2 separate regions of the Mus musculus genome follow, and region 1 is linked to region 2. The links are chromatin contacts, called in public promoter capture Hi-C maps. All regions are on one chromosome and are shown on one strand. Each heading gives the region's core, a stretch centred on a gene start, on an enhancer-like site or on the middle of the called end of the contact. The rest is flanking DNA. Distances are from core to core; before and after follow the strand shown.

The links. Capture Hi-C pulls out chosen DNA fragments and counts their contacts.
Region 1: a promoter capture Hi-C map of liver shows a contact between it and region 2, with 3 times the contacts expected there. The contact joins the promoter of Fgfrl1 here to the promoter of Pcgf3 in region 2. A contact is called at or near these places in 3 of 39 promoter capture datasets (embryonic stem cells, neural stem cells and pre-B cells), 6 of 484 Hi-C or Micro-C datasets (CD4 T cells, embryonic stem cells, muscle stem cells and 1 more), 7 of 115 datasets of contacts at active chromatin or transcription factors (double positive thymocytes, embryonic stem cells, fetal liver and 2 more) and 3 of 9 other capture datasets (adipose tissue, embryonic stem cells and liver).

Annotation. Positions count from the first base shown.
Region 1 is chr5:108,690,073-108,695,624 of GRCm38.p6, forward strand. Fgfrl1 (fibroblast growth factor receptor-like 1) reads left to right here and starts at 4,157. Exons shown (of 7, transcript NM_054071.2): 1 at 4,157-4,460; 2 at 4,823-5,046. The coding sequence starts at 4,980. Gm42151 (predicted gene, 42151) reads right to left here and starts at 3,994. Exons shown (of 2, transcript NR_168910.1): 1 at 3,764-3,994.
Region 2 is chr5:108,458,557-108,464,148 of GRCm38.p6, forward strand. Pcgf3 (polycomb group ring finger 3) reads left to right here and starts at 2,703. Exons shown (of 11, transcript NM_172716.5): 1 at 2,703-2,895.

The DNA.
Region 1 (5,552 bases), core at 2,907-5,406, 230 kb after region 2:
CATTCTAGGAGTCAGGAAGGGGTGCTGAGCCTGTCTTGTGCTTTTCTGTGTCACCGTGGCCATCACCTTGCCTTTTGCTTTTTGGAGGCAAAGTCAGTTTTGAAGCTGGAGAGAGGTCTTCCCCGCCCCTGCCCCCAAAATCTGGACATTTTATGCATTTTATTGCAGGTGTTTAGAATATTTATATTTACTATCATTATAGATAAAATTGGGTGTATATCTGACATCTTGTTGTCTTCTATTTTCTCATTTGTTCTTTCTTCTCTGGGATGATTTTTCTCACCTTTGCCCCTGTGTTACTCCATTATATGAAATTGTCTGATGGTTTAGAGAATTTAGACTAAACTTGCGTTTTAAGATGGGTTTTTTTTTTATAAAGTACTTCATTTAGAATTTGAAGATTTATTTATTTATTTATTTATTTATTTATTTATTATATGTAAGTACACTGTAGCTGTCCTCAGATACTCCAGAAGAGGGAGTCAGATCTCATTACAGATGGTTGTGAGCCACCATGTGGTTGCTGGGATTTGAACTCCTGACCTTCGGAAGAGCAGTCGGGTGCTCTTACCCACTGAGCCATCTCACCAGCCCAGATGGGGTATTTCTATATTGCCCAGACCCCAGTCTGAACTCTGATTCCCCAGCCATTCTTTTGGTGTAGACACTGGAGTTGTTAGGACAAGAATGACATCAAACTCTGCTTCCTGCTAAGCCTTTTAGCCTGTTTGCAGTCTAGCTTCAATTCATATTACTTCATAAGCAGAAAATAATTACATTCTATTTCCATTGTCTGCAGAGTTTGTGCTATTGCGATTGCATGTTTTAAATTTTCATATGTGTGGGGTATGGTCACTCCACCCAGCCATCTTCCTGTGCTTTCTTTGCACAGTTCTGTTGCATTCAAGCCCAGCAACCCTTGCTTTGACAATTATCCACCATCTTAATTTCAAGAGCTTAATTCCATACATAGAAATTAGATTTGTGGGGCTGGAGAGATGGCTCAGTGGTTAAGAGCACTGACTGCTCTTTCAGAGGTCCTGAGTTCAATTCCCAGCAACCACATGGTGGCTCACAACCATCTGTAATGGGATCCGATGCCCTCTTCTGGTATGTCTGATGACAGCTACAGTGTACTCATAGACATAAAATAAATAAATACTTAAAAAAAAAAACGAAATTAGATTTGTAGTTGCAAGATATTTTTCTCCCATGATTGTATTCAACGTCTCCATTTTCTTTGTAGCACCCCATCTTCCATACTCACAGGCTCCCTCTACAGTCCAGGTTGTCCTATGTAACTCATGAACCCTCAGCCTCAGTCTCCTGAGTACTGGGGTGACTGGCCACTCCTGGCTTTCTGCAACAGAAATAATCACCGAAAACATGTGATGTTTCTACTTTCTAAGTCTGCTACCTGTTGCTTCTGTCCACCTTCCCCATCTGAGCTATAACTCCACATTTCTTTTCCTGGACATCTGGAATTATGCTGAATATTTCTATTTCTGCACATGCTTCTGGGATATGGCTGGGTCACTTGGAAGCTGGGGGATCCTCTGGGTCTCATTTTCACACATCATCAGGAAGGGGCAGAACTACTTGGTCTGGGTGAGTCTCCCCCACTTCAACTGAGGAAAGCTTATTTTTAGATTCTAGCAACTGCACTTGAACTTCGGGGTCTGACTTGGGCTGTGGACACTGTCTGACTGAACGCAGTGTTTCCTGTTCTAGAATTTTCCACGCTTGTTTTCTCTGTCCTTTCTGGAGGCCCTCGGTGCTGGATGGGGTTCTCTTCTTAAGTCTCTGGAAATCAGTGGATTTTTGTCCTCTTGCCCTCTAACTTGCATCTCACCTGGGCTCTGCCTTGGGCTGTTGAGGACAGTTGTTGGCAGCCATCTCCCGAGAAGTGCCTGTCTCATGTCTTCAGTGGCTTCCACACATATTTGTCACTGTTAATTATTTCAGGTGAGAGTACAAATCTAATCCTTACTACAGTTCAGTTTTCTGCAGGTCTCTTTAGCGGCATATGCACTTTTCAGCCTCTGCAGCTGATCCTGAGCTATCCTCAGTACGGTTGATTGTCTACCTTGTTCAGCCGCACTTCCAGACCATCACAGAGCCTGGTCTTACCAGGGCTCAGAGAATGAGGATCACAGAGAATTAGGAACCGCAGAGTTTACCTCTGCTGGCAGATGCTGCAAACAAACTTGTGATGCTCTGGAGTGGGATTGTCGAATGGACAGGGAATGGCCAACGGCCTAGGTTTCACTTTTAAAGGGGCAGGGCTTGCAACTCCGGTTTCGGGTTCCAAAGAGCAGTGAGGCGAGCCTAGCCAGGTTCCAAAGCTGCGCAGCGGTTTCCGGACAGCAGGAGTGGATACCCTGTGAGCACCGGGCAGGACGTGGAGGGGCGGGGCGGGGCTGGGGTGGTAAATTCCCTCCATAGCTGCCTAACCTATCACCTCCGCCAGGGGGCAGCGTGTTCTTTCACCGGGCAGGGGTAAGGAGTGGAGAACCTGGGCAGGTGGGCCACAGGGAACAGGTGCGGGGGCTGGGGGCTGGGGGCTGGGGGGGGGGGGGCGGCGGTCTCTTCAGCAGGGAACATATAAGGTGAAGGAGGCTGGAGGTGGTGACCAGGGGTTTAGGGCCTAGTGGCCAGGCAGAAGGGAAGCATAGAGTAGTGTTTCTCCCTTCCTGGCACACCTGTACTGACACACCTGTCTTTGAACAAGCCTCACTCACCTGTGGTCTCTGCACCTTCCCGTCTAACTTCAATCCATTGCCTACCTTTTTCTGCCCATTGGGCTCATTTGCTTTTAACCTCCCCACACTACAGAGCCACCTCCACACACAACTGCTCTTGGTTGGCAGCAACACAATGTTGTTGCACTACATGCTTCGGTGGCATCTCCTCACAAAACTTTCTGTGGAGCCAGGACCTACTCAGACTAGTCAGGACCCACTCTGTCTGTTTTAAATGCTTTCTGTGACCCCAGTACTAGCCCAAATTCTCTGGTAGCCCAGAGAAAGTTCCATGGGCTGCTTCTGAGACACAGCGTTGCAGTTGAGATGGGTACTTGGACCTTCATGCAGAGGAGACAAGGTTCACCTCCATTTGCCCACACTAGCCCAGAAACAGAATTTGGGGCTAGGAACACTAGGCTATTCCTCGGTTTCATTTTTCTCTGACAGGCTTCCGGAAAGAGGGGGTGCTTCTTAGCTTAGAGAAGAAAAGTTGTTTGGATCAGGGTCCTTGAAAGCGGAGCTTAGGAGTGGTCTCTTGGGAGGCACTACCGGGGCGTCAAAAATTATGGGATTTATGTTGAGAAAACTGGCAAGACTCATGTTTTGATGAATTTTGGCTCTGGTGAGTGAGGGTAGGCAGGAAGCTGTCTGGAGAGATCGCGGGGGATGGATCAGGATGCTGCTGAAGGGAGCTAGTGAGGTTTGGGAAACTCACCAGTCTTTCTGTTTGATGGGTGCAGGGGTACAGCAAGACACTTGCTAAGTAGCAAAGACAAAAGGGTGTGTTGATTACTATCACAAAGCAGGTGAGGTGCAGAGAAGTATCCAGGTGGGCTGTAGGACCCTCTCAGCCTTCCTAAGGTCCTAGGTACAACTAGATGCTCAAGTCAGGGCTTCGTTGGACTCCAGCACTGGAGATCTGCGCCATCTCCCCCCCCCCCCCCGCACCTTACCCCCCCACCCCCACCCCCCCACCCCCCGCCCTCAAACCAGAGCAGCACAGCGGCCTCTCTACTCACAAAAGCTCGAAGGTTCCGTTCAGCTCCCTTCCTCCTGTTTAAAGCCGGGAGTAGAGACAGTGCAGTAACGGCCAGCTCTGGGGGCCAGGGGCCTAGCTGGTGCAGATACCGAGTGGGCTCCGCGGCCATCAGCTGGTCTTCAGGCTAGCGGGACCGCGCGTTCCCAGAGCCCAGGGGCGGGGGCGCGGCGAGGCAGGGCCGACTGGGCGCGCTCCGGGGAGCCGCCAGCCTGAAGGGCAGAAGCACTGCGAGGGTTAAGCAGCGAGCCTGGCGGGCACGTGTGCGGATTGGAGCAAAGTTTCGGGGAGGGGCGGGGAACGGGGCGGACTGGGGCTCGCAGATTGGCCGGAAGTTGTGCGGGGCGGAGCTCAGGGCTGCTCCGCGCTCGCTCCGGGAGAGTTGACAAAGCCCCGCAGGGAAGGACGCCTCGCGGCGCGGCGCCCCGGGCCCCTCGCCCCGCCGCCCCTCTTCCCCGCCCTCGCCAAGCCTCGCCGTTTATCCGCGCGGACAGCGCGCCCCGCGCCCCAGCCCGGCCCCAGCCGCCAGCGCCCAGGTAGCGCCGCCCCGCCCAGGCCGGGCCCGGGGGCGCGGGGGGCGGGATGCGGCGCCCGGGGCAGCGATGACCGCGTCGCGCTGCTCAGGGGCCCGGCTCTGACCCCGTTGCCTGCTGCGCGCCCCCGCGCTGATCCCTGTCGAGGTGAGCCGGGCTGTACGTCCGCGACCCCCGGAGGGAGGGCTGGAATGGGTTAGAGTGCGGGGCGCGAAGGGCAGGGCCGCGATCACTGTGCGGGGCGGGAGCCGGGCTCGCGCCGTAGCTGCTCCTGTGGGGCCCGCGGCCCTGCCCCGCGCCCCGCCCCCCCTTGAGCCCCACGTGGGCCCCCCAGCGCAAATTTGTCCGCTAATGGCGCAGGCGATTATCTGCGGGGCCGCTCGGTGTTGTGTGTCCCGCGGGCAGGGCCCGAGTTACAAGCGCCAGGAATCCAGACGGTGTTTGGAAAGGGGGCGGCGGGGGCGGCTGGTAATTAGTGTAAACCCTTTGTCTGCCTTTGATACGCTCAGCGTCTACGCGCCTCGCTTCCTTTGCCTGGAGCTCGGCGCCGAGGGGGGCCGGACCCTGGCTCTGCGGCCGCGACCTGGGTCTTGCGGGCCTGAGCCCTGAGTGGCGTCCAGTCCAGCTCCCAGTGACCGCGCCCCTGCTTCAGGTCCGACCGGCGAGATGACGCGGAGCCCCGCGCTGCTGCTGCTGCTATTGGGGGCCCTCCCGTCGGCTGAGGCGGCGCGAGGTGAGTCCTGGCGCCCAGTCTGGCGCTTTGGCCTCTGCAGCGCCGCCCCTTTCCCACCAGCCCTGAACTCTGCCACACAGTGCCCGCCTGGCACACTCCTCCCCTCCCTGTCTGCTCCATCGCAGCAGATCCTCCCCCCAACCCCCATCCTTAACCTGAAGTACTGTCGGTTTTACATGCCTCTACCTCACTCTTGGGGTTACCTAGTCACAATCAGATACCCCCAGCTCACCCTCTTTGGCTGACACCTCATGTAAAGGGCCCCAGAATCATTTGACTGTTGGCCTTGCCTAGGTCCTTTCCAGGACAGCCTCATAATCTTGCATAAACACACTTTCAGGTGCATATCTAGATGGAGAGCAGGTGGTTGTCACCCCTCCCCCAGATTCTTGGGGAGTGGACTCTTTGTGGGAGCAGAAAACCTAATTGGGTCCCTGGGAACTTGCAGAGACTCACACAGTGCCTAGCTGAATATAGAGAACATTGGTGATATCTTGGTGATTGGA
Region 2 (5,592 bases), core at 1,453-3,952:
CATGTGTATTGGCTTCCCCTAAGATTCACCCTTCTTTCTCTGGGTCCAAGACCTGGTTTCCTGACGTGTCTGTAAATTGACATTTGGCTTATTTGTTCAGTGTGTTAGTTGTTTAGGTGGGAGGGTCATACAGCTTTTGTATACTCATGCCTATTTTGCAGTGAGGGCTAGAGTCTCCATTATCCATGCTTTCAGCCACTGCAGGTAAATCAGCTCCACTATGGCCTTGAGGTGCAGGTGCGTAGTGTGCCCAGAGGCATCAGGAGAGCTGTGCAGTCTATGAGTGAGCACAAGAACAACAACAAGGAGTAGGAGGAACTAACCACAAGACAGGACCTGGGAGGAGTTTTACTCTTTTCTCTGCAATTGGCGGCCTCACACACTGTACCCAGGTGCTATAGGATTCTTTCAAGACAGCTAGGGGTAAGAGAGCAACCCAAGAGGAGAACATAGCTAAGTTAAATACTGCAGGGGTCACAGAGGTCATAACAGACCTTGAATTTAGTTCCAAATGTCTTGGAGCCCTGGGTCCAACATTTGTTGGAAGGCAGGGCAAAGCTGACAGGCTTAAGAGAGAACTTGCTTAGATGTAGAATCATAGAGTTAGAGAGACGGCTCAGCAGTTAAGAGCACACTAATCTGGGTTTCATTTCCACATGGCAGCTAAAAACAATTGTCTTTAACTCAGTTTTAGGGGATCCAATACTCTATTTTAGCCTCCAAGGAAACTGCACACATGTGGTATACAGACATGCATGCAGGCAAAAACACCCATACAATTAAAATAAAGATAATCTTTTGAAATGTTTTTTTTAAAAAGAGATATAGGGTCAGTTCACTCTGTTCTGGGTTAAGACAGCAGCCTAGGTGGGTGGGTGATGTGAAGACCATCATTACAGAGAACAGAGGGTTTACCAAGTACCCCAGAGAGGCTAGCTGGAGACAGAAGTAAGGAAGAAGGCATTCCCTCCCCTATCATCAAACTGAGCACCATAATTTCAGGTTTCTTCATTTGCTTGGCTGAACAAAAATATATACATGTACCTGTGAACTTAGTATCAAGACAGTCACATGATTTCAGGTCTCTTCTAGTCTCCAGAAATCTGGTTTCTGTCCTAGGTAAAGCCACTGGGTGGGTTTTGAGCAGGGAATTTCCCCCCAATTAATGCTTTATAAAAGCCACTATTTTGTGCTGAAAGTAGTCAGGGAGCAAGGACAAAACACAAGGATACTAGTTGAAAGCTATCTGCTCACCTAGGGATACAGGGTTAGGATTGGGGAAGGGACACATAGCTGGATTCTAATGTGTCAGCTGTTAGTTAGAGGAAGACTTCAGCGCTGGAAGGTGGGGGCCTAAAGTGGGCAACAACTTTCAGGAGAAACCAGAGGTTGTGTAAAGCGAGAGTTCCCTGAAGGTATCCCTGATAGACACAGAAGCAAGGTCTGAATCCTGGACCTAGAATGACATCTGAATATGGTCTTACCTAAGGCATGACAAGCCCATGTGAAGACAAGTGGTTTAAGGGTCTAGCTGTCTGTCAAGCTAGATGACTTCCTGAGATCTGTGCCCTAAGTCCAGGCCTGCTCATGGTCTTCTCAACAGTACCTCTTTGCTACCTCTAATACCAACACCAGATCCTCCATTATTCTAGGACTCTCCCTCAACCTTCTCCCCCATCAGTAGTCTCTCTGTGATACAAAGGCTGCCAGGCTTCAGTAGAGTATATTTGCCTTCCTGGGTGCCTATTCTGTTTTCCTTTCTTTCTTTCTTTCTTTCTTTCTTTCTTTCTTTCTTTCTTTCTTTCTTTCTTTCTTTCTTTCTTTCTTTCTTTCTCTGAGACAGGGTTTCTCTGTGTAGCCCTGGCTGTCCTGGAACTCGCTTTGTAGACCAGGCTGGCCTCGAACTCAGTAATCCACCTGCCTCTGCCTCCCAAATGCTGGGATTAAAGGCGATAACCCCTTTCAACCTCATTCTTTGCATGCCCCTTCTCCCAAACACCTGCTGGTTGGCCACCTTGCTGCTTCCTTGTCCCACCGCCTGTCTAGCATACAGCTGCCACAACCACTTTGTTTCCTAAGAACAGACTTCCAGTCCAGCATGGTAGGGCATTCCTTTAGTCCCAACACTTGGGAGGCAGAGGCAGGCGGATCTATGTTAGTTCGAGACCAGTCAGGGCAACACAGAGAAACCCTTTCTCGAAAATACAAGTAAACAAACAAACAAACAAACAAACAAGAACAGACTTTCTTTTCTCAGTTTATGCCCTCTGCCAGTCACAATGCACAGTGGACAACGGACAAATTGTGGGTTTCCACGGTCCGAAAGGCCAGCATAAGGGTCTCTCTGTGTCCACAGTGATTCCAAGAAAGGACAAAAATGTAAGCAGAAGGTTTATGGGGGTAGGAAACCCGTGGTCTAGATACTCCGGTTTCGTTCCTAACTCATGCAGTTGCCTGTCAGCGCGCGTCCTGAACAACCCGGCGGAGTTTCTCCAGGTAGTGCTTCTGACCACGCCTCCTGACCCACCTCTCACCTGTGACCACACCCCCGAGCTCCACCCTGCCTGTCTCGCCGAGCCAGCTTCCTGAGTCAATTGCTGCCTGCACGCGCCTGCGCTCTCTGGCCCCTCCTGCACCCCACCCCTATAGGCTCCGCCTTTCAGAGGCCCCGCCTCTCTCGTTTGCGAGGTGGGAGCTGAGCCACACACTGCGCATGCTCCAGCCGCGGCGCCCCCGACTCCGCACTCGGCTGGGTTCGGGCATTTCCGCCTCTTTGTTTTAAACTCTGCACGGCTTTTTTCTCCTCCTCTTGGGGGGGACCCAGAGGGAGCGGCGCCCCCTCCCCCTCCCGGCGAGCCCCCGCGTGCGCCCGCTCGCCCGCCGCCCGAGACGCAGGTCAGTGAGCCCGCCCCGCCTGGCCTGGCCCGCGCGCCCGCTCCTCAGGCCGCGGGCCTCGGCCCATGGGCGGCAGAAGGCTGCGAGCCCAGCGCCCCCGGCAGGCCCGGGAGGCGGGACCCTAAAAGCCTGCGAGAAGGCCAGGACTTCTCGCAGGTCTGGACCCCGGGAGGGCAGAACCCAGGGCCATGCTGGATCCCGGAACAATCTGGACCCAGGGAGGACAGGGACCTTGGACCAGACAGAACCCGGGGAAGAGCCTGCACAAGGCTGGACCCTTGACCAGGCTAGACCGGGGTGGGCAGAATCCTAGACCAGGCAGAACAGCAGCCGAGGTGGATTCCGAGCAGTCTGGACCCCGAGAAAACAGGACCTAGGGAAGACAAGGAGCTCAGTCCGGCTAGACCTGGCACCAGGCACGATTCCAGAGAACAGGACCCCGGAAGAACAGGAGTCTGGGCCAGGCTGGATCCAGGGGGATCAGGACCGCAGACCAGGCAGGACCCAGGACCAGGCCAGAATTACTGAGGGCTACTCACTGAACAGTCCTTAGGACTGGGCAGCTCTCCCATAGTTCTGGGACCCCAGGACAGGTGGAGCCCCGACTCTTGGAATGGACACTTGGGGGAGGGTCAGTATTAGAGACCTGACAAGAGTCTAGAAAAGGTCATTGAGGAAGAATGGCTCCCAGGACCTGGCAGGACTTAGAAAATGGCAGAATCACTTAGATGGGCCAACTAATGATAGATTACAGAGGAGGGTTAAGACCCTGAGACCACCCCACAGAGGGCCAGGGTGCTGGGACAAGGCCATAGGAAGGTCAGATCTCCCAGGGACAAATCGGCTGTAGAGAGCTGGGAAATCAAGGCTGGCTCAAAGGAATCTGGACCACTGTGGCAGTCCTTTGAGCAGTTTGAGGCCCTGAGGGTGAACTGTGAGGAGAGTTCAGAATATAGATAGGCTTCAGGACAAACAGGACCAAAGGTGGGTCCCTTTAAAATGAAAGCCTTGGAGCTGAACCGTGAGGATGGTCCTCAGGGATTACTTAGATAATAGTTGGAACTTTAAGGCAGGGAGGGCCTAGGACTCTAGTAATTGACCCCCGAACTCTGCTGAAAAGACTACTAGGCATTGGGAGGTTTCGATCAGCCCAGCCACAGGGAACCTTTGCTATGAAGTGCTTACACTCCCCACAGGTCCCCTAGCTTCTTGATGTTACAGAGTGGGTGAGGCTCTCAGCACAGTTGCAAGGCAAAGTTGGAGCTCAGCTGGGCTCCAAGGACTCAGGTATCAAGGGCATGCCCTGTGCTTGCTGCTTCATGCCCCAAGCCTCCAAGTTGCCTTTCGTCTGGTCTCCCCAGCTCCTACAGGACTGTGCCTTTCCCTAGTCTTGACCCCAGGTCAGTGGCTGTACCTTCACCCTCCTTCCTCCTCTCCCAGCAGGTCTTGAGGGTGTGGTGTAGAGAGGCTAGAGGCTAGGTGTCCAGTGGGGAGGAGGCCTTCCAGGAATAGGTAGGAAGGTGAGGGCAGTGAGCAGAGAGGACTGAGGGCCTTTTGAATAGATGAACACCTAGCACCCACACTCCTGTTTCTCTCCTAGAAAGGAAAGAGTTTTTGTTTCTCTGAAATCTTCCCAGCCAGTCTGTCATGGAGAACACAATATTTGTGGAAAAGTGAGATGTGTTTTTACTGTTGTGGGAGACACTAGGGCAGGTACTGAGATGTTCACTGAAAACCTGATATGTTTCAAGATAAGAAAGCAAGGCATTCTAGAGTGGCCTAGCTCCCACACAGACCTGGGTGGTCAACAATGGCTGTGTTGCTCTGTGGAAGTTCTGCTCTGTCAGGCTGCACTTAAAAGTGCTGGAGACAGGGTGAGAGCAAACTCTGGGCTGTTTGGATTCCTAAGAGATATTTGAGCTGGCCAGTTCTATGTTTCATTTTGAGCCACATCACGGTTTGGTTTCTCAGGGAAAAACAAGTCTAGGTTTCTTAGCATGGGTGTCAACTGAGTTGTGTTCAAAGTGGAAAGTTGTTATTTGCCAAGTGTCCTCACACTTGGGAATCTTGTACCGAGCGCTTACCTCTGATTTTTTTCTTTGCTGTGCCCTTTATTGTATTTTGCTGTGTGAAATGTTAGACAAGAACTGAGCATTTGTTTAGGTTTGATGGTGATCTTCAATTTCCTATGCTTGGATTTCTGAACATAGAATGGTATTGAAGGGTTATATTATTTATATGTTGCTATATAACAAGCTACCTTAGAATGTAGTGCCCTAAGATACCTAAGATATTGGTTCTGCTAGAAGGTGACGAGCCCAGGCCTGACTTTTCAGGTTTCCTGGCCAGGTTCCTTGGTCAGGGTACTAGTTAGGTCAGTAGAAGGTGGATCAGGCTCTGCAGTATTGCTGTCAGCCAGGCACTTAGCAAGTTTTAAGTATCATGTGGCCCATACCCTAGAAAATTTCATAAACAAATTAAGAGTTATGTGTAGATGCAAACATGATCTCTCACAACTGTAATCCCAGCTCTTGGGAGCTGAGACAGTTTCAGTGAGTTTGAGTTTGAAGCAAACCTGCACTACAGTAGTGAATTCCAGACCGATTTGGCCTATAGAGTTAGATTCTATCTCAGAAAATTGTTGTATGTAGAATGGTGTGTTAGAATAAGGCCTCTAAATAAGGTATATAAGGTTCC